2 separate regions of the Sus scrofa genome follow, and region 2 is linked to region 1. Evidence: chromatin contacts called from public Hi-C data. All regions are on one chromosome and are shown on one strand. The core of a region is the stretch at or near the end of the contact, and the rest is flanking DNA. Distances in the headings are between cores, read along the strand shown. Region 1 holds the start of MCM3 (DNA replication licensing factor MCM3). Region 2 holds the start of GSTA4 (glutathione S-transferase alpha 4).

Region 1 (4,459 bases), core at 554-3,053:
AATTCAACTTATCAAAGACAGAGACATGATATATAATTAAACACGGTAGGAAGGGCTCTTGAGAGGAAAATGCCTACCACCTACTTTGGAAAGAAGTAAAAAACATAAGAGCAGGTGAGGTACTAAGGGCTTCTAGGTCAGAAACATTTCATCCAGATCCTCTGCTGGGAAGTCTACTCCAATCCAATGAAGAGAAGGGAGCCATTCTGACTCAGGGCCAGGATGTGGCGGTGGACACCTAGCCACTCACCGGTTAGCCCTCTTCTCATTCTTCCTGCGAAGGTCATTCACATTGACAATCAAGCGGTACTGGTTGTCACTGATCAGCTCCCGAACTTTGCTCTGATAAATTCCCTGATCTTCCTGCAAAAGAACCACCACATGTCACAACGGCCACAAATTCAAATATATGATGCTTTTAAACAGAGGCAGCTCTCACAGCAAGATAAATATATCAATCTCTGCAGCAGAGGTGAATCCCAGTTCCTCCCACATTTTCACTCACTAGTCTCACATTCCAAAGACACCTAAGAGACCAGTGTATGAATTATGACTTCCTCAAGACCCATGCTGTAATTCCTATTATCACCAATAGCTCTTCTGTGTGCAGTCATTTCACAACCTTTACTGGGGAATTAAGGACAAGTTAAGGGGAAGGAATAAAGTAGGTGTCTGGGATTAACAGATACATACTAATATATCTAAAATAAACAAGGACCTACTGTATAGCCCAGGAACCATACTCAATCTTATAATAATGTCTAATGAAGAGGAATCTGAGAAAGAATATATATATATGTGTATATATACACACACACACTCATATATAAAACAGAATCACTTTGCTATACACCTGAAACACAACACTAAGTCAACTAGCCTTCAATGTAAAAAATATTTAAAAACTAAAAAAAAAATTTAAAAAGAACAAGTAAAATCCTTGTTAAAATGCAAATTAAACAGACTTTTAATACTCAAAGTGACTTTTCGTTGCAGAATTTTGTCTGGAATTACTTTATTTCCCCAATCATCTGCATAATATAGAGTTCCCATATCCGGACATTCGCAAACAGAGCACTATCAACCCTTCAAGACGCTTTAAACAACATTCTGTGGCTGTCAATCTTAAACTGCATACAAACCCCCCTTATTTGCACGCCAACACTATTTCTCTCCGTCCCAAAAGGTAGGGAAAAAGGAACGCGGCCAAATAAGGGAGTCGTTTCCTCCGGCAGGAAAGTCAGCCACTAAAACCTGGGGACCCTATAAGTCTGCAGGTCACTACCATCACCGTTCTCCAGCGGTCCTTCCCCGACCCTCCCTCCAAATTAAGAGAGCAGGGAGTGAAAAAAGTCAGCGTGGCCTTTGCACTTGGTTTGCGCTTGGAGGAAACCTGCGCCTTTCGCGAGACCCGGCCATCATTTGTACTCTGCAAAGCCACAGGATTGCTCTCAACCACAGACTCCGCTGCCAGAAAGGCTACAAGATCAGGGCGGAAGGTCCCTAACCTCCGTCCCGCCGCCGCAGCCTGGAGCTCCGCGGTCTCCCTCGGCCTCAGTGCGGCCCCCGGGGCTCCTGGACCACCCAGCCCTCCCTTACCTCGTCGTCCAGGAAATCCAGGTAGTCTCTCTGCGCCTCTCGCAGCTCCACATCTTCCAACACCACGGTCCCGGCCATGCTCGCTGCTAAGGAACTCCTGCCAGCGGAGCCGCGCGAAAGAGCCTAGCGTAGCCCCGCCCCGGCGCGAAAACCTCTCTACTTTTCCCGCCAACAAAAGTAACCCCAAGGAAGGGGTGGGGTATTTGGGAGGATATATACACTCTGATTGGCTGGTTATTCCTACGCGAGAACAGCGAGTATCCAATCGAGGACGGCTTCTTCTCTAGGTTTTCTCTGCGGCTCCTCCGAGTGGCGGGAACTGTGCTAGCCGGGCCCCTCCTTACTCCACCTTTACTGACAGGAAAGCTGACCAATGAGATGAGAGGAGGCTCGCAGAGCCTGCTCCTTGGGCAGCCGGAGAGCCAGCGAGACCTGAAGCGCTGCCTTCTGGGAGTCGTAGTCGTCCCTCTTTTTCCTCAATGTTTTACCGGGTGTTTTCTGGTTGCGGTTCCCCGACCTGCCACTGAGTGAAACTCGGCCCGGCGATTGGACTGAAACTAGACTAGACGTCAGAGAATGTGAGTTTAGCATGCAGGGAGAAAAAAACACAAAGGCAAACCGTTTTTAAAATATATCCAATATATATCAGTTGTGCTATAGATAGGTTTTTCAAACGCCCTCTAGTGGCATTCGGGGAAAAAGTGAATTTCGAGAATCTAGGGTGGAGAATAGAATCACAGCATCTTTGGGAGAGGTTCTTTAGTTCAGCAACTCATTTGCTATCTGAATACCGTGGCCTGAAATACCCCACAAAAATATTAGGCCGCGGAAGAGAGGAACGTGAAAGAAAAATTTTCGCGACGTTTCCCCACCCCCACCCCAGATGACCTCGTGTTTTGTAAGAAATTATGGACGTAATTACTACACCATCCTACTCGCAAATGGGTAAGTTAAAGTCTTTCTCGCCTTATGAGAAGTTCACAAAATCTTTTTTAAAAACTTAGCTTATGGAAAGGTAATTAAATAGAAGGAGAAACAAAAGGTGTTTCACGCCACTCTTAAGTTTCAGTCATTAATTAAAACAGCAAATCTGAAATTATAAACAATTAAAAGACCGATTGCATATCGCAGGAGGTTTTTTTGGTTTGTTTTCTTTTTAGTCTTTTGCAGTTTGTTTATATTTTGGGGGTTTTTTTGAGGTAAAATGCACAAATCTTACATCCATTTCAATGAATTTTTTGATGTGTACACCCTTGTAACCACTGAATGCACAAGGAGCAGTCCCATTGCCCTTAATTTCAGTGCACAGGACTAAACACCTGATAATTCTATATCTGAAATTTCAGTTAACTAATCATGTTTTAAGGTTTCCAGGATTCACTATGCCCTGCTAAGTATTTTAAGTATAATCTGCCTAAACAAAATTTCTATGCCATCTATTTGTATGTATGTATTATTTAGTTGTTATAGTTTATACTTTAGTTATCATGTTTATAGTTACCGTATGTTTTGTGTCATCCTAGGGAGCAGATATATAGATCCTTACTCAAAGGGAAAAGGCCTTTATCTGGCTGCTTGCTTTTGTTTATATTAATAGGCAAAAAAAAAGAAAGAGGAATTCTAGATAAGGCACCTACTTGTAATTATATATTACTTATTAACTTGAAAATGCCTTTATCACTTGATCATAACTGTATTTTATGAATATAATGAAGGCAATGTTGACAATATTATCTGCTCTGGAAACAGCTTGAAATAAACACTAAAAGAACCAGGAAGTTTCGTTCACACAAGTAAAGAAATCAAGTCATTTGCAATAGAAAGTCCAGAGAGATAAAAATATGAAAACCAAACCTTTGATTCAAACATACTTTTCTATGAGCTTTAATTTCCTCATATAAAGATGAAAATCCATTCTGACAGTGCATGAACTTATGGCAAATTTGAAAACTGTAAAAAAAGAAAAAAATCCATTTAGAATTAATCCTGGATAAATTCTAGATGAAGACTTGATTTGCCTTAATGTCATTATCTTCAGCCATAAGGGACATTCAGTTATTTATTTGTTAGAACATGAGATCTTTGAGCAGAGAAGTGTGTTTCCTTTGCTATCCCCTGCTCCTCCAAACTGTAAGAAAGGACAATCAATCAGGTTGTTGCTAAAAAATTAAAACAATAAAAGTTGGGGGCGTTTGTACGTATCTCATACAGAGTCAAGCTGAGTCATGGCCCTCCTCTACTCTTTATTCAGGATGAAGTAGCATATGTAACCTGATCAAGCAATGCATCTGGTTTCCATTTTTGCGTACATTCTTGCCTTCTGTCTGTATCCCATTTCTCTCCACCCTAGGCCTTGGTCAGACCTACACCAGTTTCCAAAGCTAAAGAAACCCTAGGGAGTTAGTTCCTTGTAGGACAAAACTATGCAGGAAGCCAGTGAAAAACAGATTGAAAATGTAATATTTACATTTGTCCATGGCCTCAAAGACCAAAAAGTACCCAAAGACACGGTACAAACCCATAATAAATAATTTTTTTTTTGCCTTTTTTTTAGGGCCGCACCCTTGGCCTGTGGAAGTTCCCAGGCTAGGGGTCAAATTGGAGCTGTAGCCCCCGGCCTATACCACAGCCACAGCAACTCAGGATCTGAGTCTGCGACCTACACCACAGCTCACAGCAATGCCAGATCAATGCCAGACCCACTGAGCAAGGCCAGGGATCAAACCTGTGTCCTCATGGATACTAGTGGGATTCGTTTCTGCTAAGCCGTGACGGGAACTCCCAATAACTATTTATACTTAGATGATATATTTGTTCAAACCAGTGGACAATATTACAAGGTGCAAAACTTTTCAAACAA
Region 2 (4,459 bases), core at 821-3,320, 550 kb after region 1:
AAGCTGGAGTCTCACAGATGAAGTATATGATGTTTGGATTTTACTTTAAAATACTCCCAGCAAAGCAAGTGGAGGAGAGGAAACAGATGAAACAAGATGAGCATAAAGCTGATGGCTGTTGAAGCTGGGTGACAGGTACAAGGAACTCCTGGTAATGTTCTCTCTACCTGTGTGTATCTGAAAGTTTCCATAAATAAGGAGCTACAGGAACAGAATAAAAACAAGACCCAAAACACTGTGGGCCAAAGCATACAAGTATGCAGACAAGACAGGAAGGCTGTCAGTTTGAAGCCACAGAAGCACACAGGAAATTAAGATTTTTTTTTTTTTTTTTTTTTTTGTCTTTTTGCCATTTCTTTGGCCGCTCTGGCGGCATATGGAGGTTCCCAGGGTAGGGGTTGAATTGGAGCCGTAGCCACCGGCCTACGCCAGAGCCACAGCAATGCGGGATCTAAGCTGCATCTGCGACCTACACCACAGCTCATGGCAACACCGGATCCTTAACCCGCTGAGCGGGGCCAGGGATAGAACCCGAAACCTCATGGTTCTCGGTCAGATTCATTAACCACTGAGCCACAACGGGAACTCTTCACTCAGATATTCTATATTCACAAAATTCTGGGTATAATTGGCAAATTGCAGCTTCATTCCTTTTCTCCTCATTAATAAATATTTATTGGTGGTAGATCAGAAGCCTATGATTAAGAAAAAGCTAAAAGTAAAATAGAATTCCATCAACTCCATTCTTAATAGAGAAATCCTTTTATGGAAGGGCTCTTCCGATTCGTTGAACCATGTCTGTAGTATTAGAGGGAGAAGACAGGGCTCCCCATTGACATTTCCCTCGAAAGTCCCAACGTTGTAGGACAAATTTGTGCAGAAACAGCAATTGGTAGGGAAGGTACCTCGACTCCTGCGGCAGCTAAAACCCATCTCACGGATTCCATCCGGCCTCGTCCATTGGGATAGTGGAGCTTGGGCTTCGTAGCCATCATGGCTTTTCAGCTTTTCTGAAAAACAAACCCAGCAGCTCCTCGCAAAAGAACTGCCTCAATTTCGTGTCCTCATCCCAGTCCTCAGACGCTAAATGAATATTCAAGATTTGGGCACAAGAAATTGTTTTTTTGGATTTCTGTGGTTTGGAAGGGAAGGGGTTTTATTTATATCCCCCCCCCCCACCACCACTGCGTTTTCCCTCACTCAACAATAACATACCACCATTTTAAAACCTTAAATAAGCCCACACACTTGGCTTTCATATCATTTCTATTTATGATTTCACACTCTGGATCGTGGGAAGCTGAGGCCAGTTGCTGGAAAGACATCTGTACTAGCAACACGGGACTTCGCAGATTAGGAACATCATATACTTTGACCTTGAAAATCTGAGATTTCACAAATTCGGCCCGGACAGGCCAGACCCCAGGCCGCGGAGAAGAAACATACCCATGGAACAGCTGCAAGAATTCGCGTCCACACGCATTCAGATTTGAGCCTCACAGCAACAGGGAGGTGGATGGACCAAAGATTACTATTGTTTGCACGGCCTGCGTCTGCGGGCAAAGCGGCCCTAGGTCGCGCAAGCCCCGCCTGCTCCCGGCGAGGACACGAGCCCCCAGCCCCCGCTGCGACCAAACCACCGCTGGGCCGCGGAGCCAGGCCCCAGCACTTCGCGTGGCTGCTCAGCCCGCGTGGCCTGGCTCGGGGACCATCCGAGCCTGCCTCCCCTTACAGGGCTGCGAACTCCACAGAGAGTGTTAAAAATCATTCCACATCGAGCCGAGCAAGACCCCCACCCCGGCCCGGGGGCCCCACCGACCCGGATGGTGCGGGGGCGCAAAGGACCTAGGAGAGAAAGACGAGAGAAGGATGGGCGCAGGGTACTTAGGGTATGGAGGGAGAGTCAGAGGCTCAGAGCCAGGAGAAAAACAGTTAAGAGGGGAAAGGGCAGGTGGGGGCAGCAAGAGAAAGACAGACCTGGGTCCACTCCGAGCGCCCGGAACCGAACAAAACGCCCCCGCTAGCTGTCTGCAGCTGGGGAACCCGCGGGCTGCCGGAGATGCTCGAGGTGGGCGAGGCTCCGGAGGATTTCGCCAATAGAGACGGCAGTATTTAGCATGCTCCACCCATTCTGCAAGGCATGCTGGATAATACAAAAGTAACCCCAATTCACGTCATTTAAACCCAAATTTTAGCGATCTGAGGGATTAATTGACCTTTTAAGTGTTAGTTAGATTTAGTTTGAAAGGCATGTTAGCGATTTAGTGCAATAAATAACTCGGCCTATGCAGAAAGACACAAATTTCCTCAGGTTTATATACCGCGCGGCCTTCCTCAGGCCTCGGATGTGAGGGCGATCTGGCTGCGACATCTGTCACCCCATTGATCGCCAGGGTTGATTCGGCTGATCTGGCTGGCTAGGCGGGTGTCCCCTTCCTCCCTCACCGCTCCATGTGCGTCCCTCCCGAAGCTGCGCGCTCGGTCGAAGAGGACGACCATCCCCGATAGAGGAGGACCGTTCTTCGGTCAAGGGTATACGAGTAGCTGCGCTCCCCTGCTAGAACCTCCAAACAAGCTCTCAAGGTCCATTTGTAGGAGAACGTAGGGTAGTCAAGCTTCCAAGACTCCAGACACATCCAAATGAGGCGCTGCATGTGGCAGTCTGCCTTTCTTTTGACATTATTCCTTTCTTTTACTTATTCTTTTGACATTATTCTTTTCTTTTTCTTACACACTGCAAGAGCAGGTATCTTGACTAAATTTTCAAAAGGCATTAAGTACACGTATTAAACGTAGAACTTAATTTCTCTCATTTTGTGTATTGCTTTCTCCTTCCCCTCCTTTATTCCTTGACACGGTGAATAGAGATGTTTCTTCATTTTGCATGCGAGCCAGAAAAGTCACTTTCGAATACAAATAATATATATATTCAATTTCGTCTTCCTCATTCTGATCTAACACAGTTTAACATGGAGAGGGAGCCATATCTAAACCTGCTCAAGGTGATCATTCCTTACTAATTTTTTCCACTCTCATTGAACTAAGTAGAACAAACATTATTATTCACCTTTGCTGATAAGCCATTTATCTCCATTTCCTTATTTCTAGTTGCTTGAGCCATATCATATTGCTATTTTACTATTTTTCCCCTAACGTACAGAATCGCTCACTTCACACGTCCAGACTAATAAATTAGGGATCACATCCTAGCAATCTTGTTTACCTGAAAGAAAACCTAAAGGAGTGTCATAAGACTCTGTCTTTACACAGGCTTGTGGAGATATAAAAAGTCCTGTTATAATAATTCTGCCATTCTATGGCAGGTATCCTAATGTCATCGTGTTCCTTGGAAGCCTTGAAATCATTCTATTCTTGGAGACTCTCAGTTGCTCTCAACCTGGGACAGTCCCACTCAAGACGTCTTTCTATCTACCTGATATATATGTTCAGAGGCCCCGGGCACTTGTCTCGGCCTTTGACCCTTCCCCACCCACTCAGTAGTAAATCGAATCGCCTGGACAAAAATCAAGACCTTTAGATCACAGTTTAAGAGGTGCTTTTATAAGTAAATACTCCGGGAAGATGGAAGCAACAGCCACAGCTAGGATTGAATGTATTGGACCCTATTCGAACAGCAGGTTTTGGTGGCTGAGAGCTTGACTCTGTGGGGCATCTGATCAGATGGTAGTGGGGGAACATATGCCAAAATCTTAGGGCAAAGGGAATAATTATATAGTCGGGGGTGGGGGCAGTGAAGGTGTTCTAACCAGGAAGGGCAAATCTACAGATTCACTAACAAAGATTCATCTGTAAATCATGTTCCTCAAAATTCTTTCAAGGAGTCTAAGAATGTTTGGGAAATCAGTTTCCTGTGGAATCTTGAATAGAATTCATGAAGTTATGAGCTTCTTTTGAAGCATTGTTTTGTACATGCGTTTACTATGAAAGCTAGAAAAATACAAGTGAGATATTAATCATAATGAAATCAAAAAGATTGTTTTCATCTGCTTTTTTAAAAACATTTTTTATATTAATTTTTTTTATTATCTATTTTGCTTAAAGCTAATTTTAAAAGGCCTCTGCATTGCAAGATAACCCTTCCTACTGCTTGTCTACGTATATGCTTCCAATTTCCCGGCAGTAACACTATATTGAGCGTTAAGAAGTTTTAAATCATCCAAATTCCAAATTAGGACATAGCAATGTTATCATTTGATAGAACGTAAAAACAAAAACAGATCACACATCAATTTTTCTTAAACTGTAACTTTATTTGGAGCAGAATCTTCCTTATGCAATATTTTTAAACACCTTAGGGCAAACTTTTCAAAGGAACATTTTAAGTCAGAAGGGACTTAAGTGATTTTCTGTCCTATTTTCTCATCATTATGAATATTTGCTTTATAAATAAAATATTAGCTACTCCTTTGTGATCAAATCAGAACTAAATTGTCATCAG

The links. Hi-C and Micro-C count contacts between places; a contact is called where the count stands out from the background.
Region 2: a contact with region 1 is called in a Hi-C map of heart right ventricle, with 2.9 times the contacts expected there. The contact joins the promoter of GSTA4 here to the promoter of MCM3 in region 1. A contact is called at or near these places in 2 of 47 Hi-C or Micro-C datasets (embryonic fibroblasts and heart right ventricle).

The regions. Positions count from the first base shown.
Region 1 is chr7:46,102,622-46,107,080 of Sscrofa11.1, forward strand. MCM3 (DNA replication licensing factor MCM3) reads right to left here and starts at 1,804. Exons shown (of 17, transcript XM_001924813.6): 1 at 1,600-1,804; 2 at 251-363. The coding sequence starts at 1,677.
Region 2 is chr7:46,654,421-46,658,879 of Sscrofa11.1, forward strand. It overlaps GSTA4 (glutathione S-transferase alpha 4), which reads right to left and starts at 2,071. Exons shown (of 7, transcript NM_001243379.1): 1 at 1,978-2,071; 2 at 906-1,010. The coding sequence starts at 995. It overlaps ICK (serine/threonine-protein kinase ICK), which reads right to left. Exons shown (of 16, transcript XM_021098828.1): 16 at 4,251-4,459.